Regions from separate parts of the Mus musculus genome. Here region 2 is linked to region 1. A link is a contact called in public HiChIP or PLAC-seq data. All regions are on one chromosome and are shown on one strand. The core of a region is the stretch at or near the end of the contact, and the rest is flanking DNA. Distances in the headings are between cores, read along the strand shown. Region 1 overlaps Shroom3 (shroom family member 3). Region 2 overlaps Shroom3 (shroom family member 3).

Region 1 (3,558 bases), core at 657-3,156:
AAATTTATTGTTTCCCCGGAGACAACCATTTTTAAAAGTCTCCTTCCTGGAGCTGTGGAATGCCTGCTCACTCCCTCCTTGGCTGTGTGGTGCTGTGGACAGCACACAATGGAGCTCAATAGAACTGCCCAGCCCCCTCCCCACATGGTGCGCCCCACTGGCTGGCTTGAAAGGTTCAGCCCTATGAACAGAAGGCTACAGCTGGCAGATACTTCCTCTTAAACCACTTTCCTCTGCCTCTGCCGCGGTGCCTGCTCGTTGAGAGCAAGGGAGGCCCAGGAGTTCAGCTGAATAGCTGGCCAGAGTCCTCTGCGTGATTCAGCCAAGGCATCTGATAGGTAAACTGAGGTTCAGCCAGCCTGGACATAGCACCCCCCCACCCCCCCCCCACCCCCCCCCCCCCGCACACACACACACACACACCTGGACTTGATTAAAATGTCACCGACTGGCATCTGATTAGACCAAATCTTTCTAAGGCATGCTTTTATAAACAAACAAACAAACAAACAGACCACACAATAATTCAAATGGTTCTATTCTGGGATAGTTGGGAAATTGTCATCTCAGATGGGAGATTTTGGAAGGCAAAAGACCTAAGTAAGATGGACAGACTGGATTCTGGGGTGAAAGCCAAAGCCAAGGCGGCTGTGCATCTATGGCAAATCCACTAACCCCACAGACAGGAGAGCTCCCCCTCCCTCCCTTCCCCAGCCAGATGCACAGAAGGAAACTGGGACTTGGCTCTGCGGTCCCTGCATGGTCAGGTGAGCCCTGGCGACAGGCTCCAAGGACAACTTTGCTTTTGCACTGCAGGCCAAGAAAACTCTGGGATGGAATGTAAATGAACTCCACCCGAGAAGCTATGGCTTGCTTTGTTTTTTATTTTTTACTGGGTCCCAAAACTTCAGCATGAGCGTGAGCAGTACAGCTCGCCACCTGGGACTGTGAAGCCTTCGGGTCAGCACTGGGAGACAGCCACACAGGTGGTGGGCTCAGGAGCTGGACGCCAAGGGGAGGCGAGCAGCCAGCTTCTGCCCTTATCTTTTGCTTCTTGGTAGCTGAGGGTTTAGTGACCTTACTTTTAGGCCACAATTTCTCAGTTGCTCATTAATCACGCCTCACTGACTTCTTCATCTGATAGCAGGTAGGTCAGGATCATTATCCAACTTTGGAAGACAGAGAAAGGGACAAAGCAGAGTGATTTGTTCAGTTATGATAACAAGGTGGAATAAAACAAACCAGCCACTTCTCTTCCTCATGTAGCCCAAGTTGCCTCCAAACTTATTAAGTGGCTGAAGATGACATTGAACTTGCCTCTGAAAGTAGAGATAACAGGCCTGGGTCCTGGCGCGCTCTCTCTCTCTCTCTCTCTCTCTCTTTCTCTCTCTCTCCCTCCCTCCCTCCTTCCTCCCTTTCCTCTCTCTCTCAACCTCTCTCTCCTTCCTTTCTTCCTTTCCTTTCTCTCTCTTTCTCACTCTCTCTCCTTCCTTTCCTTTCATTTCTCTCTCCTTCCTTCCTTCCTTCCCTCTCTCTCTTTTCTTTTCTTTCTTAAAAACAAAATTAGAAATTCTTCAACTTTTCTCTCCCCTAGCCCTTCTGTCCTGGCACTAAATCTGCTTCCATAAGAAGAGTACCGGTGTCCTGGTGTGAGGCAAAGCTTAAAGACAAATGATCGGTTACACTGGGGTGTGTCCTTGGGTGTATACACAGGTGTGCCCACCTGGAGCCACATCTAAGTGAGGTGACACCCTTCCCCCCAGCCCCCCCCCCCCAAAACATATGATCCTGTCATTTATAACAAATTTCCACCCGGGTCCCTTGACCAGAGAGGCCAACAGAGGAGCTGCGGGAGAGCCAGTCTGAAGGAGGCCTGGGGTGCTGTCTCTGAAGGTATGCCAGGAATGTTAATGGTATGCCTGAGTGGCGGGCTTCAGAGATCCGGCTTGGCCTGAGAACTGTTCTTGCGGCCATCTGTTGTGGCCTAGAAGTCTCATAGCAACGGTGGTGTCTCAAGAATGGAGCCCCCCCTCTTTGTAAATTAAAATTAACTAACACAAAACCCAAAATTGCTCCACTGCCCAAGAAGAATCAGGACAGGATTCAGATTCTTTCTGCAGAATGATGAGCGTTTCAGGAAGAAAAGCCCCCGCATCCTTAAATTCTGTTCTTTAAATGAGCAATTTGTACTTGCTTTTGAGGTCTTCATTTTTCCTCCCCAGGGGCAGAATGCTTTGCTTTTTTTTTTTTTAAGAAGGAAGTTTAAAACTAGTTGCTCGAAGCTGTGAGCAAAATAATTGGCAAAACTAAAAATATTGTTTGATTAAAAAAAAATGGTCAGAGTGTTGTGATTTCCTGGCATTTGTTGTTCTTCATAACCCAGTCAGCAGCTGAATGCCTCCCCACCCGCTTTGTAACAATATGAGCTTCTTAGCCTGGCCCTTTAATAGATGAAATGAACTTCAACAGATTAATTGTATTGTGACAGTATATGTGCCCAAGGAGGGAATTTCTTGAATCCGGGCAACTGTGGACCTCAGAAGGGAAAGAAGTAGTGGTTGCAGTTTAACATGTGCGCTGTCTCTGCTTTTGTCTCACTAGGGAAACCACTTTCAGGCCAATGTGTCAGATATCTGTAACTGGAGTTACAGACAGTTGTGAGCTGCCGTGTGGGTGCTGGGAATTGAACCCAGGTCCTCTGGAAGAGAGCAGCTAGTGCTCTTAACCACTGAGCCATCTCTCCAGCTCTCTGAGTATACACGTTTTTGAACACAGGGACATGTGCATCACTAAGTTGACTCCTGAAGTATGTTTATTCAGGTTCAGTGTCCACCCCTGATGGTTTAGGGCAGTCCCACTAAATCCCACGAAAAGGCACTGGCTGAGTTTTGTTTTCTGGAATGTAGGTTTCTAACGAAGGCAGGTTCTCTGTGAAAGGCATGTTCCCTTGCCTACTCTGGCCCTTCTCTCTTGTGTAAAATTTAAGCAGCGAATATTTATGGAGCGACGCGACTGCCACGTGTCCCGTTGTCTTTCTGTCTACTGGATTTAGAGTTGTGAGCACAAGTGACCATTCTGGTCAAGGATCACAGATAATGAACAACAACAACAACAACAACCATTCAGTTGTGCTGATGGGTTTGAAAGTAGTCATTTCTGCAGGGAAACAGAAGCAAAAATAGAACATATATATTCTATTCTCAAGCAAATGCTTGAGAACTTGGCTTATAAGATTTTTTTTTTAAGATTTATTTATTTATTTTTATGAATGGATGAGTACACTGTAACTGTCTTCAGACACACCAGAAGAAAGGCATCAGATCTCATTACAGATGGTTGTGAGCCACCATGTGGTTGCTGGGAATTGAACTCAGGATCTCTGGAAGAGCAGTCAGTGTTTTTAACCCCTGAGCCATCTCTCCAGCCCCACCCCGGCTTATAATATCTTTTCTTAGCTTCCCTGTAAGGATTAAGCACAGACCTTGGACTCTTAAATACTCACTTCCCTTGGCCAGTCAGGTCTCAACCCTCTCTTTTTACATAAAGAAGAAAAAACTT
Region 2 (3,558 bases), core at 491-2,990, 110 kb after region 1:
AGAAAGATGTAATAATAATAATGCTAATTTACTGTGCCCTGGGGTCTGTTCCAATTATTTTACCTGTATTATAGAAGTGTTAAGACCCTTCTATAACTAAAGAATGGCCCTTTGCACCCATTTTATAGATGACAGAGCAGAGGTGGGTCAAGGGCAATGTCTCCCTTGCTCAGGACTCCTCCAGAGTTTTCAGCCCTTGTGCACAGCCCTTATTCTGCCTTTCCTATGGCCTGAGGGCCTCAGCCCAGAGTTTTCTCGCCCAGTGCTACTCTCAATGTCATAAGTGAGATAATCTCAACCAAGCCCTAAACTTCAAATTTAGAATTACCCTGAACATATAGAAGGAGGTTGGGCTGCATAGATATAACTAAGTATAGCTATATCCTTTTTTTTTTTCCTTCCGTTACTGTCACTAAATACCCGAGGCAGGCTAGTTTGGTAAGGAGAAAAAGAGTTTATTAAACCCACAGTTCAGGAGGTTGATTGTCCCAATGGGGCAGGCTTCTTGGCTTGGTTTCTGTCTAGAGCCCTCAAGGCAGTACCGTGTCCCGTCAGATTGCATCGTGGCTGGGAGCACAGATCTAGAGCAAAACAGGAAGGTAGATAATGATTGAGGGCCAAGTTCATCTGTGTCACAGCCCACTTTCCAAGGGCAGGGCTATGAATCCCCTCCCACCCCCAAGTGATACCACCTCTTAAAGGTCCTGCCGCTCTACAGGGCCCTTGAGTCCTTGGGAGGCACCTTTAGGACCTATCCAGGCCACGACTAAGGAAATGGAAACACTACACCATAAGACTAGAAAATCCTAGGCAAGCCCAGCGAGCCCCAGAGTTACCTCCTCAGTACTCTTGGGTAAAAAGAGCGTTTTTATTTGTCTTAGGGTTTGAGAAAGAACGGTCTTTGACTTCATCCTGTGTTCTGAGAAACAGGAGGCCAGATGGACAGGTTTAATCCTGACAGCAGCTCCATAATCCTCCCCTTCCGGCCAGGGCATATGCAGAGGCCGAGTGGCCTCACTGTGCCTCTCATAGGTCAGCTGGACCCCAGACGCTTAGAAAAACCCTTGAAGACACACTGCAAATACCACTGGGAGGGTGACAAAATCCACTCGTGGGGGAGGGGTGGCAAGATGGCTCAGAGGGTTAAGCGCTTGCTGCCCAAGCCCGACAACCTGAGTTTGGTCCCAGGAATCAATGCAAAAGGCCAGAGGCAGGGGTGCGCACGCTTGTAACCCCATCACTCCTGTGTGATGGGAGAGCCATCTGGGCTAGCTACCCCAGAACACAAGGCAGAGCAGAATGGCACAGCACGGAGACTGCAGCGGCCGGGTTGAGGGGGAGAGCTGGCTCCCCAAAGTTGTCCTTTGACCTATGGGTGTGCCATGACACACACACACCCTTATTCATGTTTATACACCACACAATAATACTATAAAATAAAACCTTAAAACCACTTCAGAGCTCCAAGCAGGGCCAGTGTGATAAAGGGACAACTTCGAGGGTGTTTGGAAATCCTGGCCCCGGGCTTCTCCTGAGGAGAAATATGCCCTTTCCCATGGCAGCGGGCACTGACAATGGGGGGCTTAAACCTTTTCTCTGACTCCCCGGAGTGTGGAAGGGAGGAGTTGTAGGGACGGCATTTGTGCCTGCTGGCAGGAGGCTGGATTGGAATGGGTGCACAAAAGGCCTTCCAACACGATAGAATCCAAACAATCTGAGATAGCGGAAGCCCAAGAATTGCTGTGGGCGCCCCGTGGGTTCCTCCGGAGCTGCCATTCACTGAGCAGCCCAGGGGCTGCTGCTCTTGAAGACTACACCCCTCACACTGAAGCTGAGAAACAGAGACCATGACCTGGTTTCAGGGAAACAGTGTAACAGCTTGGATCCGTGAGTTCAGTTTCCAGAGACCTAGCAGTTAATGTGGCTGAGAGATGGCTCAACCGTAGAGCATTTGTCCAGCATTCACAGAGCCCTGGCTTCAACCTTGAGGACTGCAGTCTGAAGTTCTGGGGGCCTCAAACATGCTAGGTGTGTGTTCTACCTCTGGACTACATCTGAAATCCTAGGATTGCAAAACATAATAGATAGAGATATGATGTATAAAGAGATCTACTTAATTAGCCACAAAACTATAGGCAGTCAGGGTAGACGCCCTCTGTCGATTTGCTGTCTTTAGGAGAGAGGCTGGGTGGCTAAGCTGCTTGCTCGGGCTCCAGTCCGCGTTTGTGTGCTTTCCAGTGAGACTCACTCTCGCTCCCTGATATAAAGCCCCGTCGCGCTCAGCTGTTGGCTTTCTTGTTTTTCCACAGAGACGTGTGTGCGGCCCCGGGCCATGCTGATCCTGGTACCTCTAAGTCCCTCAGCTCAGAGCTGCTCACCTGCAGTCCCCAGCACCGGAAAGCAACATGGTCAGGAGGGGTGAAGCTTCGGCTAAAGCAGAGGTAGGAGCCTTGGAGGTGTGGAAAAGACTGGCCCACCCTCGGGAGAGGGCACTGGGGCAAAGATGTTAAAGTCCGGGGCTGGTGGGAGAGGGAAGGGGCTCAACGAGGAGGTCACATAAGTTAAAGTTCAGAAGGATGTTGAAGTTATGTCTGGTTCTTTCTCCCAGCTCCAGGCTCCCAGACATAAGACTCAGGCTCAAAATATATTTATAAATACCTTGGCCATATAGCCAGGCTCTACTCTGACTATATCATGGCTGAAATATCCCATTCATTTTAACCTGCATTCTGCCATGTGGCTGGTACCTGTGCTCAGGTATCATGCGTCCATCTCCTCACATCTTCCCGCCTTCTGTTTCCTACCTGAGCCATAGACCACAGGCTTTTTCATTGACAAATGATGCATCTCTATAATACACAAGATAGTCTTTCTACAAATGGAATCTTGTTTGTTTTAGGCCCGATAGTGAGCCCATAGTCTTGAAACATAATAGCAAGTGCTCTACCACTGTGCTATTAGGCACTAAACTTTTGAATTTTGGACTGGTAAAGTGGCATCTGCCTTTAATCCCAGTACTCGGGAAGGCAGAGGCAGGTGACTCTCTTTAAGAGTTGAAGGCTAGCCTGGTCTACATAGCGAGTTGTAGGTAAGCCAGAAAGGATTACATAGTAAGACCCTGTCTTTAAAGAGAGAGAGGGAAGGAGGGAGGGAGGGAGGGAGAGAAGTTGGATCTGTGGAACCTAGATTTGTATGTTTTGATTTTTCCATGTTTAAGATATACAAATATACTTTAAACTGTTATGTTTTATGTAATAAAATAATAGTTGTAGTTGATGTTTATATTAAGATAATTTATTATATTCCATTTTAAGAAAGATACTCAAAAGTAGTTTGAACATGCCAGAGGGCCAGAGAAGCCAGATGCCCAGTGAGTGGGGTCGGCTGGGCACAGGCTGAGTTTCTCAGAACTGTAGGGCAGGCTTGCTCCTACAACAGGTCCAGGCAAATTGCTGCTCCCTTTGGTCAACCTCGTCTCCTCATGGTACAGAGACCCCCAAACTAAGTCCTCTGCTGACTTGTAGGTGAACCTTGTGGCACTGGCAGAGCCACCCCCAC

Evidence for each region. HiChIP or PLAC-seq counts read pairs in DNA pulled down with a chosen protein or histone mark.
Region 2: an H3K27ac HiChIP or PLAC-seq map of embryonic stem cells shows a contact between it and region 1, with 5 read pairs. The contact joins two enhancer-like sites. A contact is called at or near these places in 2 of 39 promoter capture datasets (embryonic stem cells and neural stem cells), 1 of 15 datasets of contacts at CTCF or cohesin (the NIH/3T3 cell line), 11 of 484 Hi-C or Micro-C datasets (cortical neurons, cumulus cells, embryonic fibroblasts and 3 more), 6 of 115 datasets of contacts at active chromatin or transcription factors (cardiomyocytes, embryonic stem cells, epiblast stem cells and 3 more) and 4 of 9 other capture datasets (adipose tissue, embryonic stem cells, liver and 1 more).

Annotation. Positions count from the first base shown.
Region 1 is chr5:92,811,180-92,814,737 of GRCm38.p6, forward strand. All of the region lies in intron 2 of Shroom3 (shroom family member 3), which reads left to right. Among named protein-coding and RNA genes, the nearest start is that of Mir1961, 24 kb to the left of the region's middle. Within about 2 kb of position 1,907, at least 87 of the 459 cell types and tissues checked have an H3K27ac peak or open chromatin away from gene starts, as enhancers often do. A contact at or near this core is called in embryonic stem cells, where this site is marked.
Region 2 is chr5:92,917,336-92,920,893 of GRCm38.p6, forward strand. It overlaps Shroom3 (shroom family member 3), which reads left to right. Exons shown (of 11, transcript NM_015756.2): 3 at 2,310-2,441. Among named protein-coding and RNA genes, the nearest start is that of Gm36764, 90 kb to the right of the region's middle. Within about 2 kb of position 1,741, at least 24 of the 459 cell types and tissues checked have an H3K27ac peak or open chromatin away from gene starts, as enhancers often do. A contact at or near this core is called in embryonic stem cells, where this site is marked.